Regions from separate parts of the Mus musculus genome. Here region 1 is linked to region 2. The links are chromatin contacts, called in public Hi-C maps. All regions are on one chromosome and are shown on one strand. Each heading gives the region's core, a stretch centred on a gene start, on an enhancer-like site or on the middle of the called end of the contact. The rest is flanking DNA. Distances are from core to core; before and after follow the strand shown.

Evidence for each region. Hi-C and Micro-C count contacts between places; a contact is called where the count stands out from the background.
Region 1: a contact with region 2 is called in a Hi-C map of pancreatic cancer cells. The contact joins two enhancer-like sites.

What each region holds. Positions count from the first base shown.
Region 1 is chr2:138,191,888-138,198,514 of GRCm38.p6, reverse strand. No RefSeq gene overlaps it. Among named protein-coding and RNA genes, the nearest start is that of Btbd3, 83 kb to the left of the region's middle. Within about 2 kb of position 4,749, at least 5 of the 459 cell types and tissues checked have an H3K27ac peak or open chromatin away from gene starts, as enhancers often do. A contact at or near this core is called in pancreatic cancer cells, where this site is marked.
Region 2 is chr2:138,039,177-138,045,820 of GRCm38.p6, reverse strand. No RefSeq gene overlaps it. Among named protein-coding and RNA genes, the nearest start is that of Gm14062, 170 kb to the right of the region's middle. Within about 2 kb of position 4,895, at least 52 of the 459 cell types and tissues checked have an H3K27ac peak or open chromatin away from gene starts, as enhancers often do. A contact at or near this core is called in pancreatic cancer cells, where this site is marked.

The sequences.
Region 1 (6,627 bases), core at 3,500-5,999, 150 kb before region 2:
TCCTTTCCTACTTAACTTCATCTTTTTCTCTTACTAAACAAAACTAAAGGCGTATGCTCACACGCACTCACACATGTGCATTTGCATGTACGCATGCACGCATGTGTATACACACACACACCCCAAAACATGGAGTCCATTATTTTGACTTTGATCACATATGCAAAACTGTTTCTAGCCTAACTTGGGAGTGCTGAGTTACCTATATCACCTGGTATAACTCTAGGCTGATGAGGAAAAATGACAATAGATCTTGATCCTGCTGAATCCCAGCTCCAGTTTCACACAGCTCTGGACAAATCTATAATGGGCAGTTGGACTGAGCCCTTTCTCCATTCTCATTATTGCCTTTACCCCTGTTCTCTCAGAGTCATTCCTTGTAAACTACTTGTATTCAATGCCCCAGGCTCTGCTTTTAAGAATGTCTTGAGTAAGACTCTGCACATCTCTATATTTGTTCCTTACCCTAGTCCACTTTAAAAATATCAGTCTATACTTGAGCAGAATCATCTAAAACCTGGTGATTTTTGAAAGAATATGTTAAATATCTAACATAAATAGCTAAACATTATATGGGGAATTAAAAACAGAAGGATTCTGGGGGAAGAGAAGATGAAAATGGAAATTCTCTCGACTTTCTGGGAAAGGAAAGCATAAATGCTTATTTCAAAAGATCCTAGCAATATGATCTATTATTAATACTATATAATATTAATTATCTACTCTCATGATTATATGGCTGATCAGAAACTGCCTCTTCCCAGCATCATGAGAGAATTGGCAAATAAAATTACCAATATTCAAAGGATGTTTCTTACTGAATATCATTTTTCCATAATTCTAAGGCTAAGAAACAGTCTTAACCATTATAAACACTTCCTGTATAGTATATGTGCATAGACATATAGCAAAAATGAGTGTGTGTGTTTGTGTATTTTGTACATATAAAGTGTATTCTCACTACTTGCAGATCAACTTTTGAGAGTTTACCTGCTCAGAGAAATTAACCTGCAACATTAAATTAGCACTCAAAATACTTCCACAGACATTTGTGGGTGTGCACAGAGCAGCAAAATATTCAACTCAGACACATAGTCAGGGAGCCTAAAAGGGTCTGTTTGCCTTCTTGCTTCAGCTTTCCTATTGCAAACATGCCCTTTCCATGGTCTGGTGAGTGCTCTGTTGTTCACGTATTTGTTTGTAATTTCACTCTTTAAGATGGATTCCCAGGAAGATGTTGAAAGGCTTTGTAGTGCAAGAATACTCTACTGTACCTCTTGGAGAACATATGCGTGTGCAATAAGTTTAAGGGTGTGACTTACAATATTGTAGCCACAATATCTGGGTCAGTGAATCAACAATATGTGGTAAACATGAAAAAACCACAGGACACAATCCTTTTGTTTTTCTTGATTAGCTGATGATAATGCCTGGCCTTAAGAACTTAATGCTACACATATTTTCTCTCAGAGCACTGGGTTTATATTCACTAATTAGGTTTTCATCAAAACTTTATAGACTATAGCTTCTGTAAGGAATCAAAATCACTGTGAAAATCAAGAAGGAAATGCGAAAAGGAGAAACAGAGCTGTTACACAAACATTAATTACTACTGCAAGAAACCTCAGAGCAGCAGCAGCAGCTTTGTAGAATGCTTCAGATGCTCCTGAAGGTCATGCAAGCCTTCTGAGCAGCCTCCTTCCGGTAAGGAGGAAGCTCCCACAGATCTGCCTGTTCTGCTTGAATTACATTTTTATCAAAGAAATATCTGGCTTCAGAGACTCCAAAATGCTTTTTCTTTCTCCATATCCATGTATGCCTAATGCCTATAGCTATACCTAAAGATAGAGATAGACAAATAGATATTTGTTATAGGTATTTGACTTATTCATTCCTATAGGTTTATATTTCACGCATTGTTGGTAAGAGTTCTCAAGTATTGGATCTCCATGTCACTTAACAAATAAATAATCCTGCCTGCATGTTATTTTGTTGAATGAACTAAATAATATCTTGCCATCTTCATTTTATGAATCAATAGATACTAAATTATACCACTATTGTGTACAAGCTACTCAATTGATTTTTCTTTAAAAAGAGGTCCTTATGCACAAAGAGCTATTGGCATTATTAAGTAGTTAATGAACTATAGCCATTAAATGAGTAGCAGTCAATATTATACTTCTCAATTTTTTTTTCATCGAAAAGTAGTACGCTTCTTAAGTTAGAACATCAAATTTTATAGAAAAAATGTGAAAGAATCTTTGACATATGGTTGAGTGTTAATCTTAGTAAAAGTTCCAAAATTACTTTTCAAAAAGCTTACATTATAAAATGCCTTTAAATATTAAGAACACTGTTGTGGTATAATAAAAGTCTAAGGCATAAAATGCTGATTTGAGCTCAGTTTCATATAATGAGCACTGTCCTCACATAACCCCCAGAAGACAGACCTTTCATTGATCACACAATTAAAAAAAGAATGCCTGCAAAGCCCTGTGGAAGATATGATGATTCGGTACCTAAGGCTTCAACATCAAAGAGTCACTTTAAACTGTCTTGTGTCACAGAGCTAGTGACTCCAGTTCCCTTTCATGTCACTAAATAGAATTGCCCAATAGTATGTGAGGTGTGACAAAAGGAGAGCTTGAATGACTTCTTCAAGGAGTCTCAGCAAGGGCTGGAGAATTGGCTCATTGGTTGAGGGTACCAGAGGATCCAACAGTCTATTCTGATCTCAGCAGACACCAGACACACATGTGGTGCACACAATATCTGCATTCATACATGTAAAAAAAGAAGCCTCAACACACAAGTGTTCTCTGGAAGACCTGTAGATTTTCACGCAGCATGAGGGGCTTCAGCCTCCTTTGAATACAGAAGTCTTTGCTAGACCCTCAAGTTTTAGTGTGGTGGTGGATATTGTGGTCCCACAAGTCAAGTGAAATATTCTTAAGTAATCAAAATAAACAATAATCTGATGGCTTAAAATCACAATGCTTCAAGATTGAGCCCTAAAATTTTCCTATGACATTTCCTAAAAAACACCCATTTCTTTTTTTTTAATTGGGTATTTATTTCATTTACATTTCCAATGCTATCCCAAAAGTCCCCCACACGCTCCCCCACCCACTCCCCTACCTACCCACTCCCACTTCTTGGCCCTGGTGTTCCCCTGTACTGAGGCATATAAAGTTTGCACGACCAATGGACCTCTCTTTCCACTGATGGTCGACTAGGCCATCTTCTGATTCATATGCAGCTAGAGACACAAGCTCTAGGGGGTGGGGGGTATTGGTTAATTCATATTGTTGTTATACCTATAGGATTGCAGATCCCTTCAGCTCCTTGGATAATTTCTCTAGCTCCTCCATTGGGGGCCCTGTGATCCATCCAATGGCTGACTGTGAGTATCCACTTCTGAAAACACCCATTTCTACTTAAAATTTCATACACATAAATTTCTCCCTCTCTCACTTTCATTTATAGTTAAAAGGTTAATTATTGTTACTTCAGATACTTATGAAATGTTTTTAAAACTTAAACAGATAACATGTTATGAGGTATACTATGAAATACATATGTTTAACTGTGCGAAAATACAGGCACAAAGTAACATATGTTCCTGAAGTTATTAGATAGAAACAAAGCTGAACCATCTACAAGTTTTGTTTTGTTTTGTTTTGTTTTTTAACCAAAGAAATTCACTAGGAATTTTCTATCTCCTATCCTGACTTATATATGTGTTTGGAAAGTATCTTGGGTGTTGTATGATCTCTCTGTCTATGTCTATGTCTCTCTCTGTCTCTTTCTCTGTCTCTGTCTCTCTGGCCAAAAGCATTCTCCCCATAAAAGGAAGGGGAACTCCATCTGAGGAAAATGGATTCAATTTGGAGAATGCAGGGATGTTTTTATGAAGCAGTGTTTAATCATATAATAGCCATAATAGTAATAACAGTAATCAGGGCTATTATGCTTTCACAGTTGGAACCACAACTGTGAATCACATCCATCCTATTGACTATTATTTTTTATTAAAATTCAGAAAATGTCTCACAGCAATACAGTAAATACATCCGAATGGATGGAACCAAGAATTCTACCAGGCCAGCTTATTTTTGATCCTGCTCCAGTTAAAGTACAGTAACAAAAAGCAAAGCCAATATCGATCTTTCTTTTTCCTTTTTAGAAAATATATTTCCTCTGCTTGGTAAGCAATGGAAAAAAGCAGATTCTACCAGACTGTTGTTCTTTGTTCTGTGCAAGGTCATTTCTAATGTAGCCCTGGCCATCTATTTGATCTGGTCTCGAGGAAAACTTAGTGTTAGTTTGTCTATGGCTATGGTGTTCCTCTTTGCTTGTTTGTATTCATCTTGTTTTAAAATACCAAGAAGGAAGATTAGGAAAAAATCTAAAGTCAAGAATCTAGACTTGTCAACTGCAGAGAACATAACAGTCATTAAATACATATTAAGCACAGCAATTTTTCAAAAGGCCAGTGCCCCCAAATAATATTTTGGATAGTAGAATAAATGTTATTATGGTTAAACCTTTTAAAAGAGGTGTGGGCAATAAAAAAGAATCATCAGATTATTTTATATACCACACTCGTATGGCAATCTGAAAATGACAGCCATGCTATACGGCTGACATTGTGATCCTTGTTTTCAAGAGTTATATATGAATGTGTTATTTATAGCATGAGTGCTTGAGAATTGGGAGGAAGTGACTCATCAACGATGTTTTGATTTCTTGACTAAAATTTAACTTGTACCTTATCTCCCTGGTACACATTAATGCCATGTGAGCACATACCTTGAACACAGTTTCCTGTTATTCTTTATTTCTATAAAGCAAATGACCTAGCAGGGAAGAGAGTTATAGTGGCTTCAAAACATATGCCTTATTTTAGGATATAGCAGGAAAAGTAAGTCTTCACACCCATCTATTCTGTTTCACCAATATCCATTTGTAATACGCTATTCTGAAATACATAATTCTTTGTAAAACACTTTAGTGTGTTGGAAATGTTCACGGTTATGATTTATATTTTCTCTAAGGGAAGGGATCTTCTCTGCTGCTTGACAATAATCTTCAGGACAATAATGATCCTCTGAGAGTGTTTCATTTTAGTGAGTTATACATAGAGTCCAGAAGCAGAAAGAGACTTCACCTGATTGTATACAACCACTGTTCACTGCGTCAGATAAGAAACCATACTTTGGCCTTGGTTTCTCTTTCAGAGATTATCCACACATCACTTTCTGTCAACCATTAGTTATGTCTCAAAAGGAAAGTTTACTTGAATCTAGAGCACACACATTTTCCAAGTGTGTTGGAAATGGAAGCTGTTTAGATAAGTGTCTTTGGTAGTTCATTTCCCATCACTGAACTGAAAAAAAAAAAGCTGTTAACAGTTGTACTTCACATAGGGCTGTATCACAAGCAACATTTCACTTACTTGAAACTTTTTTCAGAAACCCAAATTTACAGACTTGCTCTGCCCTAGTTTCCTCAATGGTTTGATGTCCCTGCCACCTTCCTTGACCTCATATCTGGGAAACACAAAGGCATTATGTTTTATGTGTTAAAGATGGCAAATGGATTTTAACACCTTTGAGTACAAATGGACCACTTACAACTCAGTCTTGACAAATATTACGTCTTTGTTGATGGTATGAATTTCAAGGAAAGCATCATGTTGTGGATTAAATACATCTTGTCCCTGGCTTGATCAATCTCTCCTGCAGTCATCTTACCTTACTGTAGCAAATAGGTTACTGAACCTATCCCAGGCAACAGCCAGCTTCGCAGGGCGGAGATCCCTGTAAAAGGATGTTTATCTAAGGTGAAGCTTTATTCACGGCAACCTTAATAAAACCATGTTACAGAACCAAACTGAGACAATTATCAACCAGACTACACTGTGGTTCATACTCCTTTTTTATTTAAATATAAAGCTAATGCCAGTACACAAAAGAGAGATACTTGGTTACAAAACCCCTCTGTCTTAGTTAGGGTTTCCGCTGTTGTAAAGAGACACCATGACCAGGGCAACTCTTATAAAAGAAAAGATTTAATTGGGGTTGACTTACAGGCTCAGATGTTCAGTCCATTATCATCATGGCAGAAAGCATGGCAGCATTGAGGCAGGCTGGAGGAGCTGAGAGTTCTACATTTTCATCCAAAGTTAGCCAGGAGCTAGGAGGAGGGTCTCAAAGCTCAACCCCACAGTGACATGCTTCCTCCAACAAGGCCAAACCTACTCTAGCAAGGTCATACCTCCTAATAGTGACATTCCCTGGGCCAAGCATATCCAAATCAACACATCTTTTATCTATTCCTTTTCCTAATATGCCATTCTATTCAACATCTTTCATATATCTTTAATTGGTGTATTGGCAAAGGCTATTGTGTTGGAGCTTGGCAAACCAGGGTCTTTGCCTTAAGTCTCCAGTGGCAGGCCTAGAGTAAGAAAGAAGATCCAGTTAGATGGTATCATGGAACAAGCTACATTGAAATGAACAGTGACCAGCCTAAAATAATAAAATGTTTACATCAACAAAATGCTTACCTACACTGCTGGATGGGAGGATATTAGTAACTTTTGTTGTGTTAGGGTTTACT
Region 2 (6,644 bases), core at 3,646-6,145:
TTATAAATATTTACCTTCACATTTTTAACGATGACAATGTATACAGCACAAATACCAGGAGCTTTAAAGTATAAATATTCATCACAGAGGTTGCTGGTTGTTTCTATGTAGGACACAGAACTCTGCCTCCCTGAACCCCTTTGTAGAAGGCTTTCTGGGCTTCTCTGGTGTGGGTTTTTCTATTGTAGGGGCATGATGTAAAGCGGATTATTTTGCCTCATAATAAAGCATAATATCCCGTTTGATACACTGGAACAATAAAAAGCTACCTCCTGGGCACTCAACTAAAACACAAAGCTCAGTCTCGGGCTCTTGGGAAGTGTGTAATAAATTCAAAATATTCAAAAGAGTAGATTTTTTTTTCTGAGAAGATTTAGCATCTTTTGCCTTTCTTTCTCTATCCAACGTAACAGCAAAGGTTGTCTGTTGGCTTAAGGGCACCCACAAGGGTGTGCTAGAGGATTCTCTGAGGCATTTGGGGGCTCTTTCTTTCAAAGAAACTCGTAGGAAAAAATGTATCTTTGGAGTGTGGGACCTGGAGAGACTACAAAGCTTTTGACATTTCACTCAAAACTGTGCGAATCTCTTGATATAGTGTACAGAATGCCTGAGGATCTTTTCCTGGGGTCTGTAGTTTATGGCAGGTTCCCCAAGCTTTCTACTTTTCCAGACATTTGGGAGATCATTATAAAAGAAGGTGGCACTTTTGCACGCTGTGGAGAATATACAGGGAGATAGAAAGTTGAGATAGAGTTTCAGTCCCACTTCTAATGAATGAACTGTGTGTAACTTGAATGTTTAATGCCTCTGTTATGATGAACTTAAAATGGGCATAAAGGATATCATGAGCTTCATAGGACTATTAGAAGAAAGGAATATGTTGTGTGACTGTCACCTAGTAAGTAATGGACAGTCAGTGCCAAATGAAGGCATTTTCTTCTACTTCAGTTACACATTTTCTCATTATAGAGGTCTGACTTTGCTGCTTGCATGTTCTGTTCGGGGTAAAGCAGGCTGAGTCTCTGATAAACAGCAAATGTTTTTTTTGTTTTGTTTGTTTATTTATTTGTTTATTTTTATTTGTTGGAGACATGGTTTCTCTATATAGCCCTGGCTGTCCTGGAACTCACTTTGTAGACTAGACTGGCCTCAAACTCAAAAATCTGCCTGCCTCTGTCTCCCAAGTGCTGGGATTAAAGGCATGAGCCACTACTGACCAGTGCAAATGGTTTTAAGAGAGGAAATACATCCTTTCTCTCCCTCCCTCCCTCCCTCCCTCCCTCCCTCCCTCCCTCCCTCCCTCCCTCCCTCCTTCCCTCCCTCTCTTCCTTCCTTCTTTCTCTTACTAACTAACTTTCTTTCCTGAGACTTCTCCCAGAGAGTTGATGAATTATATTGCTTCTTTAAAATCAACCTCACATTTACACAATGGAGTACTACTCAGCTCTTAAAAACAATGACTTTATGAAATTCTTGGGCACATGGATGTATCTGGAGGATATCATCCTTAGTGAGGTAACCCAATCACAAAAGAAGTCACTAAATATGCACTCACTGATAAGTGGATATTAGCCCAGAAACTTAGAATACCCAAGATACAATTTGCAAAACACAAGAAAATCAAGAAAAAGGAAGACCAACGTGTGGACACTTCATTCCTCCTTAGAATAGGGAAAAAATACCCATGAAAGGAGTTACAGAGACAAAGTTTGGAGCTAAGACGAAAGGAGGGACTATCCAGAGACTACCCCACATGGGGATCCATCCCATAATCAGTCACCAAACCCAGACACTATTGCATATGCCAGCGAGATTTTGCTGAAAGGACCCTGATATAGCTGTCTCGTATAAGGCTATGCCAGTGCCTGGCAAATACAGAAGTGGATGCTCACAGTCATCTATAGGATGGAACACAGGGCCCCCCAAAAGTGAAGCTAGAGAAAGTACGCAAGGGCCTGAAGGGGTCTGCAACCCTAACAGTGGAACAACAATATGAACTAACCAGTACCCCCAGAGCTCGTGTCTCTAGCTGCATATGTAGCAGAAGATGGTTTAGTCAGCCATCACTGGGAAGAGAGGCCCCTTGGTCTTGCAAACTTCATATGCCCCAGTACAGGGGAACGCCAGGGCCAAGAAGTGGGAGTGGGGGGTAGGGGAGCAGGGCGGGGGGAGGGTACAGGTAACTTTCGGGATAGCATTAGAAATGTAAATAAAGAAAATATCTAATAAAATAAGATAAATAAATTAAATACAACCTCTGGGACTGTAGAGAAGGCTCAGTGGTTAAGAACACTGGCTATTTCAGAGACCCCAAATTCTGTTCCCATAACTCATAGAGTGGCTCACACGCATCTTGAACTACAGTTTCAGGAGATTTGATTCCCCTTCTAACACCCTCCTGCCAGGCTCCTGTGTTCACACTGTATGCACACAAACACTCAGGCACGCACACATGTATATAAATACAATAGGTATTTTTTAAATAAATAAAAGGTGATTCTTCCAGAAGTTACAAGAGGATGAAGTTGAGAGCACATGAGGTGGTGCATGCGTTTCCCTTCTATTGGAGAATTCTCTTTAACAATGCAATTAAATGGGTAGATAAACACTGACCCTCTCATGTCTACTTCTATCTCTGCCTATATCTTTAAATTTTCTACCTATAACAATTGCAACTCAGAGATCTTTGTAAAAGTTTATGTCAGATTCCCCTCTTGGTTAAGCTCAGGGTTCGGCAAATCATAGCCCATGTGTCAAATCTAGCCTATAGCTTGCTTTTATTAATGAAGATTTATGGGAAGAGAGACCTCATTTGTTTATATACTACATGGAGTTATTCTGCACCATTGTGCAGGTGACTGGTCCCAGCAAAGTAACTGTACATCTATAAGGTCTTTCCCAGAAGATAAATGACTTACAGTTTAAACCCTCCCTTCTTGAGACTTTCAGTCTTGAGTCCTGGTAGGAAGAGTGGATGGAGTTGTCAATCTGAGTTGGTAAAAACTGTGCATTTTCATCATGACCAACCGGGAGATTAACATTTTTTGAATATACCAGTATCTTTACCTTTTATAAAATCAAGAATAAACACTATTTGAATCAAAGGAGAACTCATAAGACGCTCCAGAGAACTTATTTTTCTAAACCTTTATTTAAAAAAAAAATACAGTTTGAAAATCCTAAATAAAGGGTAAATATAAAAGTAAAAGAAGAATACAAATAAAGCTGGAAAGGTGAATGGAATTTAAAAAGTAAAAAATATTCAAAGATTTTTCATTTAAATATGCATAAACTATAATAAATTTTATCTACAAAAATTTCTAGGTCTTTGACCCCAAAAATTATTCTTTTATTTATTTTTTCCCAACCCAGAGTATTTTGATTAAAATTCTTTGAGACCTTGTTTTTAGAAGAAATCCCCAGACAAAAAGTTACTAATGTCTAGTTGATGATGTGAGAAAGTGTGTACAGAAATCTGCCAATACTGGGATACACAGCAAGTCTCACTGCTTACATGCACAGAAGCCAAGAGTTTTGAAAAATGAAAGTGCTTTATTGCAGGTTGGTCCATTGGGAAACAAGAGCAAACTCAAATCTGTCTCATGGATGAACTAGAAGCAAATGAAAAGATGTTTTCCTATCTTGCAGGAAGGAGAACTTCATAATGTTGGTTTGAATTGGGGATTTTCCATCCATAGAGTTGGTGTTAATTGGTAAATTTCCATTCTCAGTCATTCTGGTCCCTTCTGAAGCTTTTGATCCCATTCTCTGTTTCTGATTTAACTCTGCCAGGTCTGATATTTGCTTTCAGGCTCTGCTTGTTGGATTATTTTGTTCCTTCTTCAGATTCTCTTCATCCATGGAGATTTTTACTCCAATAAGCTCTCAAGGTCATATTGGGGGCATGTCCTTTGTCAACTAGTTGCCTCTAGTAAAGTGACCTCAGAGGACAAGAACAGCGAAGAGGTCTATTCTGAGCCATCAGAAATCACAGCAGTTGGAGGATGGGTAAAGCACCCAAGTGAAGGGCACCAAGAACTTCTACTATATGTACCAGTGTTTACTATATATACCAATGTTTACTATATATGCCAATGTTTACTATACGTACCAATGTTTGACAACTTAGAAGAAAGAAGTCCTCCAGCACAGGCTGCAATGTAGTTTAAAGTTGTTATTCGTGAAGCAAATATTTGATGTTGGAGGAATAAAGAAACTGTTTTTGCATAGTGCAACACCAGGCTTTCTAAGAAAGGAAGATGTACCCAAGTACAGTAGTTAAACTTTATCACAGAGGTATAAGCAAAAACATTGTGTCTCCAGACAACTAGTGCAACTGATCACATTCTTGGAGTATGTGAAAAACTAAAGCCACAAGAATCTGATATCACTGATTCAAAGTTCAAGGCTAACATAAAAGGATGGTGTCATGGTTTAAAGCAATATTTTGAAAGAAAAGCACGTATTTTTTAAAAACTTATAGATGTACATTTTACAGTATATATAGCCTTAACGTTTCAGGAAATATGGTACCAGACAATAACATATTTGTTTTAAGGAGAAATTATATTGAAAACCACCTGACAAATCAAGAAACGTAGATGATAAATCCACCAGGAACACGTCATATTTTATGCTACTGAGAGCTCAGTAGAATCCTGGGAGAGGCTTGAGAGTAGACCGGACTTTAAATAACTCCAAGGGGGAAACAGGAAAGCAGGGGCCTGATTTTAGATCGGATTTTGTCAGGATATTGGGATACATTTATCTAGGAGTTAGAAAGATTAACCTGAACTAGGCCATAGTTGGAAAAGAACAGTGACTCACAGATGTGAGAGGGGGTGGCTTAGTCATTGTCATTGTGCTTAGGCAGTACTGTAGCACTTAGTCACTGTCTTGGTGCAGAAGTGGCCTGGGCTCTGTCTTTTTCTGGATGTAATGGTGACGTGGCCTCTGGTGAGCACTATTTACTTTCAGGTGGCACCAGCAAGGCCAGCTGCCGTAAAGTATGTACGCAATTCACCCGACTGGAAGTTGAAAGTTAAAGGCCTAAGTTGTGTCTCGGTGTGTGGGAATTTGTTCAGTTTTTATAACCTCTCTGAACTTCAGCTTCCTTGACTATGAAACAGATCTAGTAACACATACTTAAAATGATGAGTGAGAGCATAAAGCTGGAATTAGGGACGTAACATGGCAAGCATTCAGAAACATGTTGATTCACTTCTCTGACGGGACAGGGGGTGGGGGACAGGCTGCTGAAGCATCCTGGGCCTCGCTTGATCAGGAGCTGGCTGTGTGGGAACAAAAGTGATTTGTGCTCCTAGATGTTTCTGCGATGGCCAAGCAAATTCCCAAGCAGAATAGTTATGAGGATTCACACAGCTGGAATTGGGAGTCTCCAGATACATCTGAGGTCCTGCTCTTCCCAAAGTAGAGTCGGAGCCAAACATTCCTGGCAAGTGATTTGTTACAGAAGAGTTCCCTGGAGAGATCTGCAGAGGATTGTGGGAATTAGTCTAGGGAGGGGAAGAATGTTATTCGACGCGTTCTCACGACCGGCCAGGAAGAACACCACAGACCAGAATCTTCTGCGGCAAAGCTTTATTCTTACATCTTCAGGAAAAGAGAGCAAGAAGCAAGAGAGAGGGAAAAGCAAGAGAGCGAAAAAGCAAGAGAGAGAGAAAACGAAAACCCCGTCCCTCTTAAGGAGCATTCTCCTTCGCCTCGGACGTGTCACTCCTTGATTGGCTGCAGCCCATCGGCCGAGTTGACGTCACGGGGAAGGCAGAGCACAAGTAGTCATAAGATACCCTTGGCACATGCGCAGATTATTTGTTTACCACTTAGAACACAGGATGTCAGCGCCATCTTGTAACGGCGAATGTGGGGGCGGCTCCCAACATCTCCCCCTTTTTCTTTTAATAAGAGCAAATAGGCCACCCATATTAATGAGAGTGGAGATAGAGGTCAAATCCCCAGTGTGTAGGTAAAGGAGCCATGTACAGGATTAGCTCTTAGGCTCACAGGCTTTTACCCAGAGCAACCCTGACCTGCTCCCGTGTCGTTTTGCCTGGGGGAAGGGAACTAGGACACTGAACCTTCATGAAAGATGACATGTCTCCCTAGAATAGGCTCATATATGCCGCAGAGCCTTTCCATTGCAGTGCTTAGCCTTGCAACTCTCTCGGGCTGCTGAAGCACACTCACTCTATCTCGTGCAATGAGACTAGCCTCGTGAGATATAAGAGCTGAGTGGCCAGCGACCTATTGCCTAAGCATAGATATATCAGGGGAAGCTCCATGTTCTAGTCCTGCAAGCGCCTGGGCAATAACCACCTTGTCTCTCCTAGTTTAGGCCCTAAGCTTACAGACCAATCAAAGAAGCAACACCAATCCACAGCAAAGTGTATCTCCAAATAATATTAATCCCACCCATTTTTTAAAGAAAGAAAATGCTGAGGAGATCCAATTGGGTAATCCTTTGGTCAGGGACAGGTCCAAGCGCGTGGAGTTGACCTGAATGATGGCAAGCCTCGAAGGGTCTGTTCAAATTCAGCCATCCAATTCTGTAACATATACTGAAAAAGACTTTTTGACAAATTAGCTGCCCTAGTAAATTTAACATACTGAATGGAAATAACACA